3 separate regions of the Mus musculus genome follow, and all the other regions are linked to region 2. Evidence: chromatin contacts called from public HiCAR-type and promoter capture Hi-C data. All regions are on one chromosome and are shown on one strand. The core of a region is the stretch at or near the end of the contact, and the rest is flanking DNA. Distances in the headings are between cores, read along the strand shown.

Region 1 (3,715 bases), core at 613-3,112, 2.1 Mb after region 2:
TTACTGAACCTTCTTGCCAACCCCAGAACTCTAATCTTAGTAACTGAAGAGGATTTATAGAGAAACCTTGTTTAATGTCTCCTAAACTATAAGAAACAAAATTTATATTACCAAGCTATACCCATGTTTTAAAAAAAAAAACTTTTAAGAACTTTAAATGTGGTTTTTGATGTTTTGTTTGTTTTTCCCCCTTGGGGGTGGGGGGTTGATTGGCTAATTTTTTTCTAGACAGGTTGTTTTTGTGTTTTTTTTTTTTTTTTTTTTTTTTTTTGTAGCCCTGGCTGATGTGGAACTGCTGTGTAGACCAGGCTGGCCTGGAGCCGGGAGATCCACCTGCCTCTGCCTCCCAAGTGCTGGCATTAAGTGCTTGACTAAGAACTCTGTATTCTTATACTTGGGTTTTCCAAATTTAATGTTAAGTTAAAGATGTTAGCAAAGTAAAAATGAATTAACAAAAGTTCAATTGAATTAGGCAGTAAAGTATCTAGAAGATAAAATAATTTGGGCAGGAAACATAACTAAAGACACAATGTAAAGGCTTTTAAATGTTATTTCTCTATAGGTGACATTAGTCACTGCATTTTAAAAGGCCAGCTATATATTTGATTTCAAGCGTCACTGATTGAATATAGAAAAATGTATGTTATCTAGAAAAATATTCAAATGGTGAGATTTTAGCTAATAATCTAAATTTAAAAGCATGTGGGCTATTTGGTGTAAAGAGAAGTAAGTGGTGCTAGAGATGTGAGTCAGATGAGGATTTAACTTTTTCATCCATTAAAGAAAGTACAGGAGCTGGAGAGATGGCTCAGCGGCTGAAAAGAGCACTGGCTGCTCCTCCAGAGAACACAGATTAGATTCTCAACACCAACAGGGCGGCCCCCAAAAGCCTGAAACTCCAGTTCCAGGCGATCAGAAGCCCTCTTCTGAGCTCCGCGGACACCACGCACACACGTGATGCACAGATATAAGTGCAGGTAAATAAACACAAGGTAATAAAAATGAGTTTCAAAAGAACACTCTTTTAAAAAGAACTGCAAGCTTTGGGTTAGAGCTTTAAGGGGCAGAAATACTATATTGGATCCAGCTTTTAGTAGCTGTCTTGAAGACACCTCCTTATCCACCAGATGGCACTATTTCCACGTCTTTGCATGCTTCTGAGTGCAGCAGAGGGTAGTGCAGCTAGCAACTGTTGGGATAAAGTTCTAACAGCCAGCTAGCAATGCACTGCCTGCCTGACACACCCACACTTCATCCTCTGTGGAGCCGGACACTGGGAAGCGCCCGCTAAGCAGGTATAAGTAGCTACATCAGTTGTGAGAATCCATTTCTTAAGTCTTCAGATTCTGTAAAGGTTTTTAATTTGTATTAATTCTCCCATAATTCCTGCAAATGCCTTCTATAGCAAGAATTAATTTGCTCGAGATCAGAATGAAGACAGAAGGGCAAGCCCAGAAAACTCACCTTGGGGGAACCTTGATTTCGCTGCTGCTTCATGCCGTTGGCGAGCACCCGCATGATGTTCTCCTTTGGAAATAGATTAACATAAGAAGGGAGAAAACTCTAGGAAAATCGTCACGGAGAGTGGGGAATTGTTTTGAATCCTGGGTTTGCTGATTCACTCATTCTTTCTAAAGCAACCAGGTATCTCCAGAACTTAAATTTCACACCGTTCAAAATTTAAACTAGGCTGTAGAATTTCATGGCATCTTTTGGTCCTTACTGGGTATTACAAACCGTACCTTCTGCAAGAAGCCCCATGGGAGGGTTGGGTCAAGAAAGAAAAGGATGGTACGCACCCACAACATCTCTTCTTCCGTCCGGATCTTCCTCCGGGCGGTGCGTTGCAGTTTCCACTCCATCTCCGAGTGAGTGCGCTGTTCCTGGACGCCTTGCCTCTCCCCCTCAGGGGCTAAGCAGGACCACGACTTCCCAAACCGCTAGCCTCGTCCCCCTAAACCCATCAAACCTGCCCTCCTACCCCCGAGACCCTCGCTCCTCCCACAGCTCCTGGAGCGTATTCCCCAGGGTAACCTTTAAAAAGCCCGCGGGGCGGCAATCAAAGCGGGAACCTCCTTCCGTCGGTCCCGCCACAGGCCAGCGCCTCGATGACGTCAAGTCTGGGGTGTCGGGGTGCTCGCTCGGGTCCCGCCCTCCTACCCGCGCCCCCGCACTGGGCCTCCCGAGCGGCGCGCGCCGCAGCGCCAAGCTTTGCCGCGAGCAGTGGCGGGCCTGAGCCTCCTGCCCGAGCCCGCAGGAGGTGCGGAGTCGGCGGGTAGAGAAGCGGGGTTTTTGGAGTTCACTGTTGTTTTCAAAAGCAAAAACGTTTCGTCCTAACTGACTCTAATCCTTTTTTTCCGTTCCCCTCTCCTTTTCTTCAACCCCACCCTGATTATCAAATTTGGACGCGTGCAGTAATTCTCACCCTTCTGTTTACTGCTTAGTGATAATCGCTTGTGAAAATTCCTGAACGTAAACATGTCTCTCAATGAGCATGTTAACTCCTCTGTCTTCAAACTCAAACTCAAAAAAGGGGGGGGGGGTGTCTAGGCTGCCGAGAAATGCGTTGACATTTCCAATTAATAAATTATCCGCACTGTCCACTTGGGGAATTGGGGAACTGGCCAAGTTCTCTTGCTGGATCTTGGGAGCTACTTCATAAGCAGGAAGTTTGTGAGAGAGGGAAAGAGCCAAGGAAAGCCAGTGAGACAGCTGACCAGGCCTAGGACTGGATCGATCATGAAATTGCTCGAGGGTCTGGAGGGACCTGGAGACGACTGACAGACAGGGAGCCAGATGGGCTGCTCAGCCTTGCCTGCCCATCTGAGCTGCCAAGGCAAGCTGGGCCATATGGCAGGAGACTAAACTGTCTGAGCAACCTAGGAGGTCCAGCAGCCAGGTTCTCTGCTCCCAGGTCCCCATCCCAAAGTGACAGCAGATTGCATTTTAACTCTAATAAGTTGTTTTGTGCATGCTGGGGCTAGGAGATTCAAACTGCTCAATAACTTAAGCCCACTCTAGTACGTCTGAAAATTCAAGAAATACCGGCTTCGTAGCAACCCAGCTCCCAGTGTTCCAATGACAACGGTTGAAAATGTGTGCTGGTAACCCCACATGAGATTTGTCAGAATGCTTGTATTAGAATATCTTTCTTACCCCACAAGAATGCTACTTTTCTTGCAGTGTGATCAAATGCTTACTCATTCCAAGCCCCAGGAAATCCCTTCTGCAAGCATTAAGACTCAAAGTGAACCATCTTTGCATGAGTCAGGTATATTGTTTAATGGCCAGTTGGAGAATGTCAACCAAAACAAGCAATGTATTAAAAACATGAGATTATTTTTATCTGTTTGTGTGTGTGTGTGTGTGTGTGTGCATTTACCCATTTTGTCAGAACAAGGAAGTAATTTTAAAGACAACTTTTAGAATCTAGGGTCTAGGACTCCCTGGATTATCTGCTCACAGCCATCAGTCACACATTTTTAAAGTACATTTTAGACACTCATTCACAGATACACAACTCCCAAATGCACTTTTCCTTCTTATGTGAAGCAGGGAAATATTAGCCAAGGATCTTCCTTTAAAATGTTATTGTGTGTGCATTTCAGGGCTGAGAATTATAGCCTACTAATAGAATTTCTGTTAACCCTGCATCCAGGAGACCCTAGGTTCAACCCCCAGTACCACTGCAAAACAGTAATAGTGTACAATTGAA
Region 2 (3,841 bases), core at 335-2,834:
CTTCCTTCCTCAGGTTGTCCAGTGGTGGGATAACAGGCATATGCCACCACGCCCGAATAGCTCACCCTATTCTTGACATTCAGACGTCTTCTTCTTCTTCTTCTTCTTCTTCTTCTTCTTCTTCTTCTTCTTCTTCTTCTTCTTCTTCTTCTTCTTCTTCTTCTTCTTCTTCTCCTTCTCCTTCTCCTTCTCCTTCTCCTTCTCCTCCTCCTCCTCCTCCTCCTCCTCCTCCTCCTCCTCCTCCTCCTCCTCCTTCCTCCTCCTCCTCCTCCTCCTTCTTCTTCTTGTTTTTTTGAGACAGGGTTTCTCTATATAGCTCTATAGCTCTGGCTGTCCTTGAACTCACTTTGTAGACCAGGCTGGCCTCGAACTCAGAAATCCGCCTGCCTCTGCCTCCCAAGTGCAGGGATTAAAGGCGTGTGCCACCAGACTTCTTTAACATTTGTCCTTTCCCCTTGTCGCTTCTGTATTTCTCTATTTGGCAGTTTACTTAGTGATACCTGTGTGCTTCTTCAGCCCTCCCCACTCCCAGTCCCTATCTATGCTCCCTGCCTTGTAGTCTAGACAGTGGGTCCTCCTTTGGGTGGCACCCTTCTCCTACTTTGTCCTGCTCTGGACAGGGATGTCCCAGTATTTGCTAACTTGGACTGATTTCTGCAAGGGGCTCTAACCACAAACCCCACTCATCCATTCCTTCCTCTTCTTTGAAATTCTCAAAAGTGCTAAGCCACTTGAAAATGACACATATTTGTTGAAGCTAGAAGGGATCATGAGTGACCAGGCACAGGAAGCCAGGAGGAGAAGGAGGAGAAGGGGGAGGAGGAGGAGGAGGAGGAGGAGGAGGAGGAGGAGGAGGAGGAGGAGGAGAAGGAGAAGGAGAAGGAGAAGGAGAAGGAGAAGGAGAAGGAGAAGGAGAAGGAGAAGGAGAAGGAGAAGGAGAAGGAGAAGGAGAAGGAGAAGGAGAAGGAGAAGGAGAAGGAGAAGGAGAAGGAGAAGGAGAAGGAGAAGGAGAAGGAGAAAACTAAACAAAACCTAAAACAATACCTTGGCTTCTATTAGAGCAAGTTCTCAACGTTCAAACATCCTAATTTAGCTTAGACAAAATAGTCCACATTCCATTTCAAGGGAGACTGCCTTCCTCCCCACCCCCTTTCCCTAACTCTTCCTTCCCCACCCCCAGTCTAGTTTCTCCCTTTTTCCTGGCTGTCTTACTGTGATTTCCCCATCAAAACCCTTTATCTACAACTGCCTTTAATCAGGAGTCTTCTAAAAGAGGCAAGCTCTCTGTAACTTAAAGGAAAGCCCTCCGAGAAGCTTGCCGGTGGCCAGGATGCCTGGAGGCGAGAAGGCTCCAAGGCCAAGTTCCTGAGTCCGCTAGCATAAAAGGGCTAACTTCCTTGCGAGTCTGATCCATTCTGCGCAGCTGGACACAGGAAAGCAGCCTCCCAGCAAGGAGTAAAAGCCCGGGCACTTTGAAAGTACCCTTTCTACCCAGATCCGGGAGAAGTCCTGGGGTGCGAAGGCGGGGCTACTAGACTGGCGACACCCTCCTGAATGTCCAGCCCCGCCTTCCAACCACCTTTGGGATTTGGTTCGTGAAGCAAGATCGCCCTCTCAGTGAAAGGCAGATGTCCCTTTAAGGTTTGCTTTGCTGCTGCCTGTGGACTTTAGCCTAAACACGGTCCCGCGAAGTTGGCTTTATTTGTCCATGTCTCGGACAGAGCCTGGGTGGCTGCCAGTGAGATTTCAGAGACTTGAGCGCAAAGGGGCGGGAGATGTGGCAATCCATCTGGGATCTGAGAAGCGTGGAGCGGGCTTAGCAGCATTCGACCAAAACACAGGAAATTACTCTTCCACCGCTCCAGGGCGCTGCAGCCGCTGGGGCCGCTGCCGGACACCCGCGGAGACCGCACCGAGTGACCCAGAGCGCAAGTCGCCGGCGCCTGGCTTCTGCCTGTTCCTGCCAGCTCCTGCCCACGAACCAGTACGTCGCTGGTTCCAGCAGCCACTCCAGCAATGGTCCCCAGGCGTCCTGCTAGCCTAGAGGTCACTGTAGCCTGCATCTGGCTTCTCACCGGTGAGCGACCCTGCTTTCCTGAGCATCTCTGGTGGGGCTTGGGGCTTTGGTGAGGGGTGACACACATAGCAGAAGGGCAAACCAGAGGGGACCTCAGGTACAGCTGTCAGTTCAAAGGACTGAAGGTAGCGCCCGCGTGAGGGAGGAGGTGCTGAGAACTTTCCAAGTACATCTGGCATTTCTAATTAAAGTTGTTTTTAAGTTGTGCGTTGTGTTTTAGGCATTTGAATTATTGCAAGGGAGAGAGTAACCGGAGGCGTCTGATTAGTGTGCAAAGTTCCTGCCCTAGGGTTGCTCAGAAGTGAACTTGATAGCATTTTCTTCCTTTTTAATACTTAGGACCTTCTCTGCCAAAGAACAAGGAAAGACAGGCATGCCAGACAAATCTACTTCTTGTCCCAATATGACGTTTCTACGTTAGCTCCTAAGAGGCGGAACATTTTGAAATTGAATGTTTAGCACCCAAATGTCGCAGTGCTGTCTTTCAAATACAAATGCGTTTCTTAAGAAGGTGCAGTACCTTCTTAAAAGATACTGCAGTGTTCTATTCAACTGAGAGAAATGTGGGGACATTTCCGATTTCCCTAACAGTAGCTAAGCTCACAGCCTTTATTGTAGTTACCAGTTGGGGAGGGAAACTGAGCTGGTGTCCAAGTGAAAGGATTTAAGCACAGTTTATCACTTCTTTAGTTCTTCAATTAGTAGCTTTCTTTAACAGGACATGATATTCAATTGCCTGATTGTTTTCACTGTTGGCGTGCCTAACTAGTTAATTTCACATTGGACTATTACATAGGGCCAGTTAACCCTGCAGTGGACGGCTAAGCACTGAGAACCCTTACATTCACTTCCAAATGGAGTTTTAATAAGCCCATCCTCTGTCATAGTAAAGTGGTGTGGGCAGTTAACGAGCTACGGGCTTTCATCCCAACATTTCCCACTCTTCAGGAAATGCCCAGGAATCCAAACAGTGGTGACTTCTAAACAGCATTCTAGGCCAAGGAGTGGTTTTAACCTACCGGCTCCTGCATTGACCCTTGATGCAAGCTTGGCTTGTGAGTCCCTTCCAACCCTAACTTTCAGAGATTGTATCTTGATGTTTTGCAAAATCGGAATTGTTTACTAATTACTCAAGCTGTATCTTTTTTTTTTTTCCTCCCCATTTTACCAACCATTCAGTCAGTGTGCAAACGAAACTTCCATATTCTCTAAAAGGAGGGGTGGGGATGAGAAAGCTACAGTTTCACATATACATTGGTATGACATGCTTTGCTGAATCCAAGATGAGAGTTAAAAGAGGCCGATCGGCAGGTTTTTCTAAAGTACGCTCCAGTTATTAGTGTATAATATTTAGAGCATGGTTGACCCAGGGCGGACAGGTTCCTTATATTTAGTGTATTTATGTCCATTCCACAAGACACAAGGCATTAAGTATCCCGGGTTTGACTTTTTCCTTATCAGTTACTCATACTTAAAAACCATGGACTCAGCAGTTAATCTGGAGTCTTACAGACATATCCATTTAGGAATGATGCTACAGAGCTTAAACTGTCCCTCGGACCCACCTACCAAATATTTTTCTTGTATCTATTTGAAGTAGATCATCTGTAGTAGTTCGAGATTGCCCTCTCAGATAAAAATCCAAATTTCTCAACAGATTGCCCAAATTCAGGCAATTTCTTATTGCTGCTGCAATAAGTTGCCATTGATTTATTGGCTTAAAACACGGTATTTACAGTTTTACAGTTCTATAGGTTTTAAGTC
Region 3 (3,685 bases), core at 894-3,393, 2.2 Mb after region 2:
TAATTCTTTCCCCTTAACTTTACCAAAGAATTTAAGATCTCAAAGTTAACATCTTAGGAAAGGGAAAGGAAAGGGAAAGTGAAGACAAACACTACAACAAATGACTGTCAGGAACTTGAAAGACTTCAGTGAGAAGTCAGTAGTAAAAGAAAAAGATCTTAGTCTGCAGCGAGACAGCTGTAGAATTCTCAGGGAGAAATGTGTCATATCTGAAACTACAAGTCTAATAATTTGCATTTATAGAGGATTACTTTCTAGGAGTAAGTGCGCCATGCCACTAGCTTATTTTCTCATAAATCCCCCACCACACATACACACACACACACACACACACACACACACACACAATGCTCCAAGCTTTTTTTTTTTTTTTTTTTTAATATGAGTACGCTGTAGCTGTCACTGTAGCTGTCTTCAGATACACCACAGAAGATGGCATCAGGTCTCATTACAGATGGTTGTGAGCCACCATGTGGTTGCTGGGAATTGAACTCAGGACCTCTGGAAGAGCAGTCAGCGCTCTTAACCACTGAGCCATCTCTCCAGCCCCCTCCAAGCTCTTTCTTAACTCAAGATCTTGGGAATGTTATTCCTACCATGCTTTACAGGATTAACTTCTAGACAGCTTCTAATTTCAGCTCAACTATCACTTTTCATGACTCCTCACCATTGGGGGGAAAAAAACCGAAACAAAACACCCTGCTAAACACTCATGGGCATGCTCTCTCTCTCTCTGAAGCTTAACAACTATAAAGCACGACTGTCTGTGTGATTAGTAAATTAGATTCCTAAGCTGCTCTGGAGCGAAGGTTTCCATTTTTTTCGGTCTTATTATCACCAGTCAGATGCTTGGTATTTATGTATCAATAAGCACATATGCTTGCAAGTTTTTTGTTATAGAAAAAAATTACTGCAAGCAAACAGATCAAACAGAACAAAACAACATATAATTTTGATGTTTTTGAAACTAGCTGAAAGAGTGGCCGTAACTAATCACCTTCAAGTTATCAAATCAATCTGCAGGGTAAGCAAAAAAATGCAAGGATTTGACAAGCATAGAATTTTACTGTAAGTCAATCCAGTGTCCAATGTGTAAAGTGTGGTTATTCTTAGGAAACACTGACTTTTCTGGAACATACAAGGATATTTATGTAGATAGATGCTGAAGAAGACATTAAGATCTGACAGAACATGGAGCTGCATCAAGCCAGAAGCACTTCCCTTAACAACTCTCTTAACTAGCGGAGCGGCTGTTCTGACAGCTCAGAGTGGATTCCTGCTGAACAACAGCAGATGCCATGACTCCGTTCTTAGAAGGAGAAAGAAAAAAAAAAAAGAGTGAGTTAGAAAGGCGAAGCCACGCTGTAACAGAGTTACTTTTGTAACTTTAATGGCCAAAGGCCCTTAGACCGATCTACAAGGCCACCCCACCCACTGCTCAGGTGTGGAAGATGTCTAAGTTTGGATCTCATCAGCTCACGTTGTGAGTCTTTGCTGGACAAGAAGCAGGGTCTGAGGGCAGAAGGCTGGGCACTGGGTCAGGGCTTACCTTGCTTCACTCGGGGCTCCCGGGCGCCGGTGGGGACGGCGGGCGCCGGCCTGGCCACCGGCTTCTTGCTCTGGGCTTCCCCAACAGCTCCGGCCTCTGCACTTCTGGCTCTGGAAGCAGACACGGCGGCCCGCATCGCCGCAGCTCCCGGCGCCTTGTGTTTCTTATTTTTGCCGCCCATGTTTCAGCTGCAGGAGAGTAGTCTTCCAGATCCAGATCCCCGCTGCGGCACAGCAGAAGCCCGAGAGCTCTTCACGTTTGCCGGCTCCCACGCCTCCACCCAGCCTCCTCCATCCGGGCTCCGCGGCTGGGGCTCCGGCTCAATTGGCCCGTGTCCTCAGACTCCGCCTCTCGGCTCCCGGGAGCGAGCGGCATGGCTGCTGTCGTGCGCCACTGGTCGCTAAGTTTTTAGTCATTGAACTGCCGGACTCGCAGTGGTTGGAAGAGAAAAGGGGCAGGACCCAGACTAGAAAGGAGAAAAGTCACGCGGGGCTCAAGGCTCGCTCACTTTTGACTCCTCCGGGCCACCGTCGAGTCCCCCCATTCGGCGTCACTGTAGGGTACGGTCGCGGGGCCTCTTGGGTAGGAGGGAGATTCGGTCTCAGAGTTCCGAAAGATGGCGGATGCTTTCGGGGATGAGCTTTTCAGCGTTTTCGAGGATGATTCGACCTCTGCAGCAGGAGCCAAGAAAGACAAAGAGAAAGAGAAATGGAAGGGGCCACCAGGGTCTGCAGACAAGGCCGGGTAAGGAAAACCTCTGAGCTCTTTTTCTTCTCGTTCTTCTTGTTTTTGATGCCGGTAAAGGAAACACGACTCAGACGAGGAGCACAGAAAGTGTTTGAATGGAGTCAAGAGGCTAAGGAGATTGAGGGGAAAAAAAAAAAAAACCGTTGGGGAGAGAGGAAAGGTTGATTTTGCGGGAGGGAGGGCGGTCTCGGTGTTCGTGCCTGTCCGGCCGCAGCGTGGCTTCCTTAGGCCATGCTTTGGCTGTAACCCCAGCTTAGCAGGCCAGGTACGGCTTTGCTTGCGAGGCGGGGCTTGTCACCCACAAAACCTCTCACATAGTCTTTAAGCAGCGAGGCACTAGATGAGCCAAGGGGGAAGACATGTAGGGGGTTCTTAAACCGCGAAGGCAAATCGCTACCGAAGGAAGAGATTTAATCTCCAAGTTGTAGTTTTCCCAAAATAAATTAATAATAATAATAATAATAATAATAATAATAATAATAATAATAAAGTCAGATTCAGGATATCGCTATGTAAGTTGGGCAGCCCTCGAACTCGAGATCCTCTTATTTCAGGTCCTTAGGGTTGGAATTCCCAGAGTGCCCCTATGACACTCGGTCAAACTAGTTTTCTCTTCCGTTAGCGTTTTACACTTGATGATTGATTCGGTCCGTTATTACATGAGTAGTTGCAAAGTACTGGTTTAAAAAAAAAAAAAAGCTATGTCTTTCTGCTTCTTACCTGGAATCCAGTCATAAATTAATTAATTTAAAAAATCATTGCTCTAGGGCTGAGGACATGGCCAGTGTAAAAGACAGCTTTCTGTTTGAGAATGAGGACCTAGTTTCAAATCTCTAGTACCCACATAAAAAGTGTGAGCACTGTAACCCCAGCACAGTGGGGCACAGAGACAAAAATTGTTGGGCCTGGCTGGTTGCTAACTTAGCCTCTTGGTTGTATAAGTGAGAAACGCTGTCTCAAGGGAGTAATGTAGGATGCTGGAAGTCCTCTGGCCTCCACTGTATGCTCAAGTGTAGGCGCCACACAAAGAAGACACAGAATTTCCCTTATTGTCAGTTACCTTCAGTTCTCAAGTTGAGGAATTTCCTTCACCACACTGACCCTTGGACAAGTCTTTGGAGCATTTTCTTAATTGCTGATTTATGTGGGAGGGCAGCCCAGTGCGCTATGGTGTGTACCTTCCTGGGCAGGTGAGCCTGCACTGGGTGATGGAGCTATAGAAACCCGTGAGCAGCATTTCTGTGGTCTCTGCCTCCGAGTTCCCATTTTCGCTTTTCTGAGTGATGGATTGTAAACACATCAGCTGAATTAAGTCCTTTCCTGTCTAAGTTGCTTGTGGTCAGTGTTTTTATTTATTTTTATTTTGTTATTATTATTATTATTATTATT

What was found. Promoter capture Hi-C pulls out the DNA fragments that hold promoters and counts their contacts. HiCAR-type assays count read pairs that join an accessible place to other places.
Region 1: a HiCAR-type map of astrocytes shows a contact between it and region 2, with 4 times the contacts expected there. The contact joins the promoter of Cdc20b here to the promoter of Itga1 in region 2. A contact is called at or near these places in 1 of 39 promoter capture datasets (pre-B cells) and 1 of 115 datasets of contacts at active chromatin or transcription factors (astrocytes).
Region 3: a contact with region 2 is called in a promoter capture Hi-C map of pre-B cells, with 4 times the contacts expected there. The contact joins the promoter of Mtrex here to the promoter of Itga1 in region 2. A contact is called at or near these places in 3 of 39 promoter capture datasets (hippocampal neurons, liver and pre-B cells).

The regions. Positions count from the first base shown.
Region 1 is chr13:113,033,526-113,037,240 of GRCm38.p6, reverse strand. It overlaps Cdc20b (cell division cycle 20B), which reads right to left and starts at 1,862. Exons shown (of 12, transcript NM_001281487.1): 1 at 1,800-1,862; 2 at 1,465-1,527. The coding sequence starts at 1,862. Mir449c (microRNA 449c) reads right to left here and starts at 1,258; the gene lies at 1,150-1,258.
Region 2 is chr13:115,099,707-115,103,547 of GRCm38.p6, reverse strand. It overlaps Itga1 (integrin alpha 1), which reads left to right and starts at 1,584. Exons shown (of 29, transcript NM_001033228.3): 1 at 1,584-2,077. The coding sequence starts at 2,017.
Region 3 is chr13:112,925,838-112,929,522 of GRCm38.p6, reverse strand. It overlaps Mtrex (Mtr4 exosome RNA helicase), which reads left to right and starts at 2,143. Exons shown (of 27, transcript NM_028151.2): 1 at 2,143-2,293. The coding sequence starts at 2,166. It overlaps Dhx29 (DEAH (Asp-Glu-Ala-His) box polypeptide 29), which reads right to left and starts at 1,843. Exons shown (of 27, transcript NM_172594.3): 1 at 1,550-1,843. The coding sequence starts at 1,730.